Linked DNA regions of Zea mays: all the other regions are linked to region 3. A link is a contact called in public Hi-C data. All regions are on one chromosome and are shown on one strand. The core of a region is the stretch at or near the end of the contact, and the rest is flanking DNA. Distances in the headings are between cores, read along the strand shown. Region 1 holds the start of LOC100279469. Region 2 has its middle 28 kb from the start of LOC103640102. Region 3 holds the start of LOC103638717 (homeobox protein knotted-1-like 11).

The links. A called contact is a pair of places that touch in the nucleus more often than the background predicts.
Region 1: a contact with region 3 is called in a Hi-C map of leaf, with 4 times the contacts expected there. The contact joins the promoter of LOC100279469 here to the promoter of LOC103638717 in region 3. A contact is called at or near these places in 3 of 25 Hi-C or Micro-C datasets (bundle sheath, endosperm and leaf).
Region 2: a contact with region 3 is called in a Hi-C map of ear, with 4 times the contacts expected there. The contact joins the enhancer-like site here to the promoter of LOC103638717 in region 3. A contact is called at or near these places in 9 of 25 Hi-C or Micro-C datasets (bundle sheath, ear, leaf and 3 more) and 1 of 3 datasets of contacts at active chromatin or transcription factors (seedling).

Annotation. Positions count from the first base shown.
Region 1 is chr9:98,002,229-98,006,595 of Zm-B73-REFERENCE-NAM-5.0, reverse strand. It overlaps LOC100279469, which reads right to left and starts at 1,553. Exons shown (of 5, transcript NM_001152473.1): 1 at 935-1,553. The coding sequence starts at 1,402.
Region 2 is chr9:98,039,801-98,044,521 of Zm-B73-REFERENCE-NAM-5.0, reverse strand. No RefSeq gene overlaps it. Among protein-coding and RNA genes, the nearest start is that of LOC103640102, 28 kb to the right of the region's middle. Within about 2 kb of position 2,616, at least 17 of the 20 cell types and tissues checked have an H3K27ac peak or open chromatin away from gene starts, as enhancers often do. A contact at or near this core is called in bundle sheath, ear, leaf and 3 more, where this site is marked.
Region 3 is chr9:98,185,810-98,190,181 of Zm-B73-REFERENCE-NAM-5.0, reverse strand. LOC103638717 (homeobox protein knotted-1-like 11) reads right to left here and starts at 1,412. Exons shown (of 6, transcript XM_008661553.4): 1 at 873-1,412; 2 at 213-333. The coding sequence starts at 1,202.

The DNA.
Region 1 (4,367 bases), core at 304-2,803, 180 kb after region 3:
CCACCCGGACGCGTGTCACTGTCGGACTGGACAGGGTGCGCTGTGTCCACCGGTTTCGCCTGCGTGTGTGGCGGCCACGGACATGCGGCTCCCACGCCAGTAGGCGACGCCCACGAGGCGCGCGCCGCTTCCCCGCCCCGAAGGACCAATCGCCGTGGCCGGCCCGGTTTGACTGCGCTCCCCCACCGCAGAGCAGGCGAGGGATAAGCACTGGATAATGTCGCAAATGCCCACTGGTATTAGGTTCCCCGGTGGGGCACGAGTTGAGGACAGTTTGGGGACGGGGACAGCGCAGCGGCGGACGCACACGCACACGCAAGCCGCAACTGCGGCCCGTGGTTGGAGTGGGAGTGGGAGCCGGCCCAGCTCCACCCTCCACCTACCCGAGTGAATTGCCGCCGCTGCCCCCTCTGCCGTCGGGGTCAACCCCGGTAAACCACCAGCACACGTACAATATACAATATGGGCGGCGTATAAAATTCAGGGAATTGCCACTGTCCGTCGGTCCGTCCCACCGAGTGGCAGCGCCACCACGCGAGAGGAAATCCACACAGGGGCAGGGCTGCTATGCTACGACGCGACGACTGCGGAGGCGAGAGATCCGTGAGGTATCCGACCACATGACGTCTCCTTTTACCTGACTCGCCATCTACGAAGGGAGTGGCTAGACCGGGAAAAAGGTCGCGCGAACGAAAAAGCGGAGGGTGAGGCGGGGCGTGGGGGAGGGGAAAAGCGATGTGGCATCTGGAAGCCATCCTCGTGCTGCCTACACGGAGGGGCAGTTTGGTCCGTCCGTCCGTCCACCACCGAGGCACGAACGCGAATCGGAAAGCAACCAACCGCCCACAAGGCCACAACACAGCAGGCGACCAAACCAACAGGAGACGGGGACGGGGATGTCAGATGTGAGGTAGGCGCGTACGCACGCACGTACCTCGCTGGGGGGCGGGGGCGGGGGTGGAAGCACGGCGGGCTCCGCGAGCTGGCACGCGGCGGCCGGCGGGAACGCTGGCTCTGGCTGGAAGCAGAAGGCACCGTCCTCGCCGCCGCTGGTGGACGCGCCGGACCCGGACACGCCGCTGTAGTCGAGGGGTGACGCGGGGCTGCCGCGGACCCCTCGCCTCGCCTTCTTCTTCTTCTTCGCGTCGGCGGAGGCGGCGGAGCCCGAGGCCGACGGGGACTCGCGCCGGGACCGCGAGCGCTTCCCGCGCGCCACCGCCGGCCAGGCCAGATCACGCGCCTCGTCGCCGCCACCGCCCTCCTCCTCACGGACGCCGTCGCAGGCGGCCTCGTGCTTGCGCCACGGCGGGGTCCAGCCGGCGAGGTCCGCACCACGGAGAGAGCAGATGATGTCGGCGGCCGTCGCGACCACCGCGCAGGACTCCCCGTCGGCCGCGGTCATGGCTGCTGGCGCTGTGGTCTGCTGCCTCCGCGAGATGAAACCACCGCCGAACGGAAGCACACGCGGAGCGGAGGCGTGCAGAGAGAGAGAGAGAGAGAGACTCAGAGAGGCGAAGAGGATGTGGGTGGGAGCGGTGCGAATGAGAGGGGCGTGGAGACGAACGAAAGCCACGGCGTGGCGGTCCGGCTCCCTTTTAAACGGCGGAATGAACCACGTAAAATAAGGAAAAAAACAATCCGGGCCCACCCACGACCCTCCCTAGTCCCTACTCGCCACCACCCCCTGCACAGCTACGCGCCGCGCGCGGCGCCACGTCGTCTCCCAGCGAACCTGCAAATTTGCACCCGCATCACTTGCAAGCGGGCCCGGGAGCCTCGCCCCACAAGTCAGTCAGTGCAGTGGTGCGAGGGGTGGTGCGGTCGTCGCTGGAGGCCGACAGGCGAGGCGGTGGAGCCTTTCCGCGCCTTCGCGTACGGGACTGGGACTGCGCTGTAGAGAGAGAGAGAAAAATGATGCGGTTGCCTTGGACCTGAGAGGCCGTGTTGTCAGTGGTAAGAGAAGGGTAGTTCGGTAAAAGTGAGACGTAGGATGTAAGATAAGTGAGGCGTTGGGTGTGCTTGGAAGTGGCTTCGGCGTGGAGACAGGTTTTTTTTAGTTTTTTTGAAATATATTCATATTTAGAGCTTGGTGTGCTCTAGGGCGTGTTTGAACCATCTGTCAAACGGTTTATTGGCTATTTTTAGTACTTCGAGCTTCAAACAAGTTAGCTAATAAATTATCTAATTTTTAACTAGATGGCTAACAAATTATGTGTCTATGTAGCCATTTGACGTTGCAAATATATCATAAAAAGAGAAAAGACGATTTTTATCCTTGTTGGTTTCTTTCCTTTCTCTTCTGACTTAAACAGACATTTTACTATATTCTATACATCTATTAGTTAAGACTCTAATCATATCATGACTAATTGTTTGCCGGTTAAATATTTGTTAGCTAATTGTAAGCCACTGATGACAATTAGTCAGAAGCATCTAAACAGGGCCTTAATTTATTTATTTTAACTCCAAGTTTGACACTATGAATCACGAGGCCTAGGTAATAGGTCTTAATGTTGTGACTCACGGGGCTGAGTTGTGTAGTATGGCAGCTACTTAAAGCTTGCATGACGGAGATATGGCAAAGTACTTGGCGTCGTAGATAACAACACCAAGCTTGGTGACAAGATCCAGGGTGTCATGACCTATGGTGCAAAGTTATTTATTGTAACTCACTGACCTCCTTTCTGTCTGAAACATCCCCTCTCCTATCCCTTTCCTTTTGCTAGTAGTAGGTACAATTGTAATATGTTAATTAATCGAACAATTGTTTTCAAAGAAGTAAACATATCTAATGGTTGTAACTGTAATAAAGAAATCTAGCTATCCGTGCGATTTGTGTGCTCACCTCGCTAGTTTATTAAACATGATATCTATAATTGGAAGAGAAATGGTCTCAACCATATCTATAATCGATTTTAGTGTTTACCGACCATCACAAAACTTATGGACTAACTAGTTTGTCTAATTAATCTTTTCTCAAGTATATAAAGTTCATATACATCTATAAGAAAATTAGACCCATGGGCCACTTCTATAAATATAGGGCAAGTTAGACTTGCAACAGCCTGCGACGCACCGGACACGGTGACCAGGCTGACGCACCCGATGAACAGGCCGCTCTCGGGAAAACGCAACGCTCTACGGCTAAAATTCACCGGACTGTTCGGTGAGACTACGGCCAACGGTCAACTTGTCCAACAGTCGACTGCCACCAGGTCAGAAACGTCAGAAGTCAGAAACAGACAGCGACGATCAGGTCGCACCGGACTGTCCAGTGTGGCACTAGACTGCCCGGTGCACCACAGGGGCAGACGAATCCAACGGGCGACTGGCGTGGCATGCACCGAACACGGAACAGTGTCGTGCCCGGTGTGCACCGGACTGTTCGGTGCGCCCATCGACAGAAAGCTATAGCCAACGGCTAGAAGTGTGGTTGGGGTTATAAATACCCCCAACCACCACCATTCAAAGCATCCAAACCTTCCACTCTCCACATTCAATACAAGAGCAAAGAATCAATTCCAAGACACATTCAAAGTTTCCAAATCTCCTCAAGTGCCACAATTAAGACAAGTGGTCATTAGTAATTAGTGAATTGAGAGAGTGTGATTTGTGTTTCATTTGTTGCTCTTGTTGCTTAGTTGTGTTTTCTTCATCTCCTTCTAAACTCTCTAAGTGATTTGTAAAGCAAGCAAGCAAGAGACACATAAGTGTGTGGTGATCCTTACGGGGTCTTAGTGACCCTTGAGATTAAGAAGAAGCACTCAACCGGTCTAGGTGACCGATTGAGAGAGGGAAATGGTTGAAAAATACCCGGCCTCCGTGACCTCCTCAACTGGGAGTAGGTTCATTAGAACCAAACCTCGAGAAACAAATTGTCGTGTTCATGTGTTGATCTTTACTCTACGATTTGGTTCTTCCTCTCCCCTCTCTCTAAAGTTCTCTTGCTCACGATCTTTTGAGTTTGCTCCCAAAGTTATTCACATTGATTGAGCAACTCATTGCAAGAATAACTATCTTCCGCACTCCGTATTCATTATTATTTATTTCTAATCCTAACCCCGGTGAAGTTTGTGTTCAAAGTTTATAATTTACAAGTTTTGCCTATTCACCCCCTCTAGGCGACTTTCAATAATAGGAATCGTCATAAAATATGTTAGACAAACAATAATTCCTATAAATCCTAAATGTCAACCTACACATGCATGGTATGCACAGAAACTTTAGTACCACCCTACTATTCTAGGTGGAGTGAGGCTAACTGAAATAGTTGAGTTGTCTCCACCCACCTGGTTGAAGTTATTGGGAAGAGGAAAATGGCAGAACCCACACACGCGCTCGCCCGGGCCGAGCCACGCAGGCCAATG
Region 2 (4,721 bases), core at 1,367-3,866, 150 kb after region 3:
AAGGGACCAATAAATCGTAAGGTCATTCTTTCGTGGGCCTGGGGAGAGACAACCGACAAAGCAGAGAAGACGTAAGACCGGATTGGTGCAAACCCGGACGGCCCACAACGTCGAACGAGTAAATCGCAACAGAAACCCGACTTTCCCGCGCTGGAGCTCCCATGCAGCGGAGCCATGCGAAGATAAGTCGGCGAGAGTTACGTAGGGATAAACTCAAGAGGTTCACTACCTTTTAGCTACTTGTTGTTATCATATCCACACGTACTGCCCCACGGTCGAGTATATAAGGCCTAGGGGGCACCCCTTCAGAACGATCGACCCTTTACTTAGCCACCCACGTCAACTCTCTGTATTCTCAATCCAGAGAGCTCTCTTGTAATCACATCCACCAAGCATACTCACCAGGACGTAGGGTGTTACGCATCTCTAAGCGGCCCGAACCTGTAAACCTTGTCCATTGTCCCTCGTGCGATCGGCACGAACCATTTTGCTACAGTTGTCGACACCGTCCTACTCCTAAAACACCTTGAGGGGCAACCCCGGGTGTGCGGTCGGACCCAAAACACCGACAGGGAGCGAATGCTTATATTGATCACAATCGTGAGACAATAAATGTCATATTCTATGCCCTGAAGGCATGAGCTTGATGATCAATATGTGAACCTTTATGGAACTTTCTATCAAATATATAGATCCAGTCGATCAAACACCATCAGTCAAAGTGGCTTATTTATATTGATATGTGCACTTACCTCGTATATCCTACAAGTGAGTAGAGGTAAAGTTCCTAAAATAGTCCTTACAAGGATATGCAATCTGTTTGCTAAATCTTTATGTGCATATACTTCCAGAAGAAGATGTTTTGCCTTATTGATACGATTTTGCAAGGATCAGGGGGAGCACATTTCTAAAGTTAGCCCTTGTAGAAGATTCGATAGAATCTAGATCCGAGAGGATCGAAATCTGTCCCGATGACAGCTGTTGTACTCTTTTTCCCTTGGTGAGTTTTCTTGAAGTTTCTCACATGAGGTTTTTAACGAGGCAACAAAGTGCAATTGCAATTTGTATCACCATGCACTCTTTCTCCATATTTTTTCTACTGGGTTTTTCGGAGTTTTAACGAGGCATGTGTTGGTCGCGGTATTCGCCCAAGGGGGAGTGTTAAGTAACCCTAGTTAGGGTTATGTGGGCAAATATCTGCTTTGCCCCTGAGGGGTCTCACATCTCTATATAAGGAACCTGTACACCCCCTTATAATACAGAGAAGAGAAAGAAGCCAGATGCCCAACCCTATATACTGTGTCTCGTGTGTTTCCTCTGTTATGTTTATGGGAAGGGAGACGGGTCCTCTACAACTTCTTGCGTCTCTACTGCTGACGGGAGGGAAGGGAGCAGATCTGGTGATCCGTGGTAACGTAGTTCTCAACAGCGCCGACCCATCTGGTCTGGGACACGCAACGACAATTTACTCGTCGGTCCAGGGACCCCCCGAGGTCGAAACGCCGACAGATATCTTGGAGGTATAACTAAAGGATGATCAAATGAAGTTCGAATCGATCAACGGGGAGTGGTAAAGAAAAGAACATGTGATCAAGTTGAATGGTGTGACAGTTTCTTACTAGTGGACATAGCCCCTGTTTGTTTCAGCTTTTTTCAGCTTCTAGCCACCAAAAGCTGATGTGGACTGCCAAACACGTCAGCTTTTCAGCCAGCTTCTATAAAATTCGTTTAGGTAAAAACTATTCAAAATCAACATAAACATATAATCGGTTGAGTTGTTGCAATAGTAGAAATCCATTACTTTCTAGATCCTGAGCCCTATGAACATTTTTATCTTCCTCCGCATGTAATACTAATAATACTCAGATTCTCCTCACAGCCAGATTCTCCTCACAGCTAGATTCTCAGAAAAGCTAATCAGAAAAAAGCTGAACCAAACAGGCCCATATCCACTGGCTTGTACCTCATTCTCCATGTATATATATGTAATACACTTCATGAGACCAATGAGAATCATACATTCTTCTACATATCTGTGTCTGGTTTTCATCGTATTCCAACCGGTCCCACCAATAATATATAGAAATATTTTCTCAACGGCCTCCAAACCGCTAAGGATCGTCGTGGGCCCACATGATTGGCGCCCAATTAATTAAGAGCTGAAAAACCGGCCTCTGCACGATCATTGCCGGCCGGGCGACGGGCGTCAGGGTCCGGCCGTCCGGCGTCCACGTAGGCGGCACAACAGCTGTACACAACTGTCCACCTGCTACTTGGTCGTCTGTATCCTCACAATTTCCTTTTCCAGTGACCTGCGCAAACCCCGTCGTTAGGCAAAAACACTCATGAAACCTTTTGTACCAGTATTGTATTACGTACAGCACTGTATTAAGAAAAGGAAATTTAGACACTGTGTGTGTGCCCAGAAAGAGACCCTCGTGACGCGTCCATTTTTAGGCATTTCTACGTAGCCCCGCAGGATCTCCGCCCGCTATCTACTTTTGGAGGGCCAAAAAAAGGGCTGCGCAAGCGCAAGCACACAGCACAGGGTAGCGAAGCGAAGCTGTGCGGGGGTGGGGGCCGCGCGCTAGGGCGGTGCCGGGAAAGATGGGCCGGCGACAGCGACGAGAGACGTGCGCTGGGCCCGCGGAATTTGACGACGAACGGCCGGCCGGAGGGGCCCGGGTCCAGTCGCGGACTGACGCGTCGGCGCGAGCGGGGCCGGGGGGTGCAGTGCAGGTGCAGCCGGCCGCTTGGCATTTGTCCTCCCTCTGGAGGAAAGGAAGTAGTCGGACGGATCGCGCGAGGATTCTTCCCAGAGCAAACAGTAGATATTTTGTGACTACTCCGTGTGTGTTTTGGCCTGAATGGATGAGGGAACCTTTTTATCTCGTTGCTTTTAGAAAATATATGATTCCGGTTACGAAAAGCGCAAGGGAAAAAAAAGACTTGAACAGGTGCTCCTGATAAATTTGTTGTGAAAAAGGAACATAAGACAGATCCAAAAAATGTGAAACTCTAAATTCAAACTATTCAGGTCTCGGTGTTATCACACACAGTGCAGAAGGCGCGTACCTCAGAAACTGGTTAGGGGCAAGTTAACTTCGGAGATCGATGAGGTCAGGGACAATGCCCGACGGTGTTGCAACCGCCGGCGCCCCCCTGATAGATCGATCAGTCCTAGCGTGTGAAAATGACAGGGATCCGGACGCGATATAGCGGGCGGCTTGGCAGGCAGGTTGTCGTCAGGAGTAAGTGAGTAGTCGGATCACGCGAGGATTCTTTCCAGAGCAACAGTAGATATTTTGTGACTCGTGGTTTCGCCTGAGTGGACGAGTGAGCCTTTCGATGGCGTTGCTTTTAGGAAAAGGATGTGAATCTTTTGGGTCAAAAAATAAAATCGGAATGTGAATCTTTTGATTTAAAGGATTTTTTTGTTAGGTTTTTTTTATACATGCTTCTTCCTCTGCACTGTGTTAATCCGCATGCATGGGCGTGTGTGTTTTTGTTCAATTTGTGTTCCTCACAACTCCACTGCGTCGCCTGGATCTGTTCACTCTATCTATGCGACCTTCGACTCCAGCAATGATGCACGCCAGCACGCCGATGTTCTTGTTCCAACTGCAATACAACGACTGGTGAAGAAATGGAGTCGCATGAGCTCTAGCTACTTAATTTTCTGTGTCCCCTATGGGCAGTGTACCTGCCATTGTTCTCGAAAAAGGCCTGCCAAGAGATGAAAGAATTCAGGAAGATAGCGATGCATCTTGCTGAAATCTTATATATCAATATAATTATCATTTCAAAAGAAAAAAAAGTAACACTACGCAACATTTTCAGTGTGCTGGTTCCACTCCACATTTCGATGGAACTATTGTTTCGGCATCGATACGTGAAATGTTGAATCGAGTCTTTAATTAAGAATGTCCACTTTTATATAATAAGGAACACGGAACCAGGTACTAATAAGGATTGGTGAGAAGAAGGAAAAATGCTGAGTAATGCCAAAAGAAAAAAAAACACCGTGGGCCATGGTTCTTCAGTAGTGGGCCTCTTTGATGGGTTTCATGTGATGTTCGATTTCTACATTTGAATTCCTTCTACGTTCCGAATTTCCGATATGTGCTGATGGGCATAGAAGCCCACTTTATGAGAGGACTCCTGAAGTTGTCTCTCACTCCGTTTCTGTGGAATACAAGCGCTGTTGATTGTCGCAATCGATTAGCCTTTGACGTTCACTGATTTGGAGAACCACATAATCGTGTTGATAAACCCTAATGAAGGGTTATGTGGGCAAATACCGAATATAGCCCTGAGGGCTATCGCGTCTCTATATATAGAACATGTACCCCTCATATGGAAGAGAGAAGAGAAAGAGGCCAGAGCCCCAACCCTACATCGTGTCTATTGTGTTTCCTCTGTCGTGCTAATGGGAAGGAAGACGGGTACTCTACAGCTTCTTGCGCCTCTACTGCTGACGGGAGGGAAGGGAGCGGATCTGGTGATCCGTGGTGACGTAGTTCTCAACACGTTATCAGCACGCTCTACCTCGAGGTCGCTGCGGGATCAAATCTGCATCAACTCTCCGTCAAGCCGGCAGGTCTTACGGCTAGCCGAACTGTCTTACGCGACAGTCTTCGATTCTCCATCTACGCAAACAAACGGTATGTTTACTGATTGATCAGTTAGTTATGCACGGGCTGTAATTCGTGCGCGACGGA
Region 3 (4,372 bases), core at 163-2,662:
TGGGGAATGGTCAATACGTTATTTGTGGCGAGAAATTTCAATAAGATGGTCTGCCTAGGTTGCACTGAAACCTGCTGTGACCACCATACGAACAAAACATGAAACATAGCAAATATTAAGTAGGGAGTTGTACTTGTACATCAAGCAGACTCCAAAAAGGGGCAGCTAAAGCATTTTCCTCTAAAAATATTAAAGTAGAAAGCTTCAGCTACCTGTAAGGCTTTGTAAAGTTTGTTCGAGCTCCCAACAAGCCATGACTGCTTCCATTGCATGAACACGCACATGCTGCTGGAGTTGTTCCTTGAATGAACAGAGGAGCAACACATAATGTGTCTGGACGAAAAACGAGACAGGTTAGAATTTAGAACCATTCGAAAGAGGGAAAAAACAGAGAATGATAACAACCTGCTCTTGCCACAAAATGATTAATTATCATTTCAAAAAGAAAAGAGAGGTACAGCTAAACGTAAAAAGAAAGTTGCAAAAACGGCTTCACTATCGATAACCTTGGCAAACAGAGAAGCAACGCAATTAAGAACGAAAAGCATGTAATAAGGGATAGCATCAAAAGTTCATGAGTCGATTCTGCACTTAAATTTGCGGCTCCTTTGCTATGCATGCATAATTAACTCGGTTTATTCGGAAATCCATTTTGAATTAACTAGCCAACATCACCCCCAAAATCTTCCACATGCGTACTACAGAATACTTAGCATGCCGGATGAACCATCCAGCCATACAAATATCCAATTGAACACCCAAAACTCAATCAGAAAATCCGCATGGAGAAGAGAGAACCACTGGGCAACCTTATTAGCTTCATCATAGCAAGACCATAATAGGAAGAGAGACGAGAAAGTATGGGTACTTACCATGAAGAGGTCGAGCTCCTCGCCTCCCGAGTGTGCTCCGCCCGCCGCAGCAGCCGCAGCCGCGGCCTCCATGGGCGGGGGCCTCGCCGCTATCTGCGCGTCGATGCGCGGGAGCTGGTCGACGGGGGTGGCGACGCGGAGGCAGGCGACGTGCGCCTCGAGAAGACGCTCGTACAGCGGGTGCGCCGCGATGGCCGCCTTCTCCCTCTCCCAGCCGGGCCCCCCGGCCATGCCACCTCCGGAGACAAAGCTAGGGTTCGCGGCCGCCCCAACCGCGGCGGCCGCCGCGGGGTCCATCGCCAGCGCGTGGTCGTGGTAGTTGAACGCCATCGGACCGGCAGGCCGCCGCCCAATTAGAGAGAGGTAGCGGCGGGCAAAGGCTGGGGGCCGCGGCGCGAGAAGATGAGGAGCAGCGGGAGCGGGAGCAGGAGAAGGACCACGCGAGAGGGGATGGGAGTCAAGTGGCGGAGGCTTTGAAGACGCGACGGCGAGAGGCGTGTAGTGGTAGTGGGGACTGGGGAAGGGAGGGGACCGCGCTTTGGGGGTAGAGGACGGATAGCGCCCTCCCTTTAATTTCTCGTGCACGTGACTCAATTCCGAAGAGTGAATTGCACAGCAAACATGCTTGGATTTGGATGAGATGAGAACACAAATGTTGTCGGAAACTACTGTATCAGAAATTCGTCACTAACACATGAGTAAATGATAGTTATCACGGTATAGTTTAAAAATAAACTAGCGAACGACAAATATTCAAGAATAGAGATCATGATTTTATATATATCGTACTACCTTTTCCGTTTATATATTAGTTTATAAATATATGTCATCGTTAACTTATTTTTCAAAACTTTAACCATCATCTCATTAAAAATCGTAAGTTCACTTAAGGTTATTTAAGCGTTATTTAAAATTTTATATTTTTAAATAAATATTTGAATAAGATGAGTGATCAAAGTTTTGAAAAATATCAACGATGTCATATATTTATGAATGAATGGAGTATTTCACTAACATTCTGTTGAGCATCATTTATGGTACCTAGGGACGGCCGAACAGTTTAACCATGTGGACGGTCTGCGGTTTTAGTTCGCACGGTCCGCGGTTAGATTAGATCTCGGACGAGAGTCCCTCTCCCGCGTGTACTTATCCACTAACCTCGTAGGAACATGTTGGAAAGCGTTTATGAACGGGTCCAAACCTCCCCTATAAATATAAAGGGTACTGCCGTTTAAATGCACCTAAAATTGATCCAATCAATCTATTTATGAAATCCTTTACTTTCTTGACTTAGGAGTAGCAGTAGTTTAGCCCTAGTATTAGTCTTTCTCGACTTATTACTTTATCTCTAGTCAACTCTACGTCGTCTGGGGACGTCTCAGCTGTCCTGTCGACTCCGGAGCACCCTCTGTAACTCTACTCCCCGACTGGTACCTCCCGCGAGGCGAGATATAGGGTTCTTCACGGAGAAGAAGACACTATGCCATGTCACGGGCCGTCTGACCCTATGTGCGGACCGTTCGGTGTTGCGTGGAGAGGAGCTGCTCCTGCAGCGAGGTCGTAGACTGTCCACGCTCCCGTAGGGAGCACCGTCAGGAGGTTCACCCCTAGTGTTTGGCCTCGAGTTGGAGCCAACACAACCCTTTGGATGGATGGAAATGAAACTTTTATCATAATTAAATTCAAAGAAATGAATAATTTTAAAAATTGAATCAACCAGAGAGTGATTTAATTCTATTATTTGTGTTTGGTTGTACAAGCAGTTTAATTCCTAGAATGAAATTCTAAATATTGTTTGAATACTTTGCATATAAAATTCAATACAATAAAACAAGCAAAGATCTCTAAGATTTGCATCTTTTTCAAAAAAAATGAGTGTGAACAATTTAGAACTATCAAAAACTTTGCCAACAAATGGAATCCACCTATTAAGTGCTCATAACAGTGCTAAAATGGGTGAAAATAAATTATACATGATCAAACAACACCTATTAGGTTCACACATAATAGTTCCACAAAGGCATGTCACACATAACAGTTCTACAAAGACATCAACTTCACACATAACAATTACACAAAGACATCAAGTTTGCGCATAACAGTTCCACAAAGATATTAACTTCGCACATAACAGTTTCATAAAGAAATCAAGTTCGCACATGATTTTCTTTTTGACGAAACAGGAGAGGTGAAGCCCCTACTAGAATATATTTAAAGGGAAAAAGTTACAATAGTACACCAGAGTTTACATTACATAAATGATTATGGTAATTGAGCTCGCTAATGTGTGGCAACAAGAAAAAAGTGTTAGATGCATTCTGTGCATATGAGGTCATAAAGATCTTTGAAATTATTATAGCAGCCTTCCGCATATTAGAATAATCATGAATTTTGTTGCTTCCAAATTGCCCAGGGCATAAGAATGATAATATCCATTGTAAAAGGCATGCCCAATTTGGATTAAATTGTTTGAATGGCCTGAGAAGAGCGAAAGTGTCGTGAATAAGAAATATTGAGTTGGTTCCAACATCTCCTCGTGAAACTGCATCTGAAGAAAAGATGACCCATTGATTCAATTTTCTACCATATACACATCTCACGGTCATAAGAATCTAGTGTAAAAATTCTTCCTCTATAGTAATTTCCTAGTTTTCAATCGGTTATTAATAAGGAGCCAAAAAAGATTTTGTGCTTGAGTTGAGTAGAAGTCTTCCATATCCACCTTGATATGGTGTGAGCAGGGGTATCCCCAAAAGTCTAATGTATGCTTTTTTCACCAGAAAAGAAGAATAGTTCCAAATATATGACCAAGTATCTCTTCCAGCGATGGTTGAAAACCATAATGGTAAAAATTGTTCTAGCTGAGAATAAGCTTGTTCTAATAGAGGCAAATGAAAGTGATTGTGCTAAGAGGATAGGAGACAAAAACTCTACAATGAGATGTCCTAACACCTAGAGAAGGAGAACAATTCCAGGTAAAGATGTAGCAAAGACTGGGTATGCCACTATTCTTTCCATAGCAAAATTGTAGATCCGTCAACTGGTGATGTCTTGGTACAATCTTTATACATTGTTTCCAAAGAACAAATCTTTTTCCACCATGGCGAAAACTTTGAGTTTTTCAGCTCAAGGGTGCCATTGATATAATATTTCTCCCAAACACGATTGACCCAAGCGATACATTCTTTGTTGAAAATTTTGTGAATGGGCTTCATGAGCAAAGCATCATTCTGGCATCTTATATTAAAAATTCATGAATCCCCTTTATTTTTATGTCTCTACCATTTTCCATGAAGCTAAAGATGACTTATTATCATTTAGATTAGATCCTCTCCATAGATAATATCTTCAGTACTTATCAATTTGTTTAATGACACCAATTGGGAGTTTAACAAAGCACATATAGTATGTTGGGAGAGAATAACACCAAGTTTACCATTTGAAGTTTTCCTCCTCGACTCGGGTGAAAGGGAAAATGTGCCCTTGGGTCATTTTTAGTT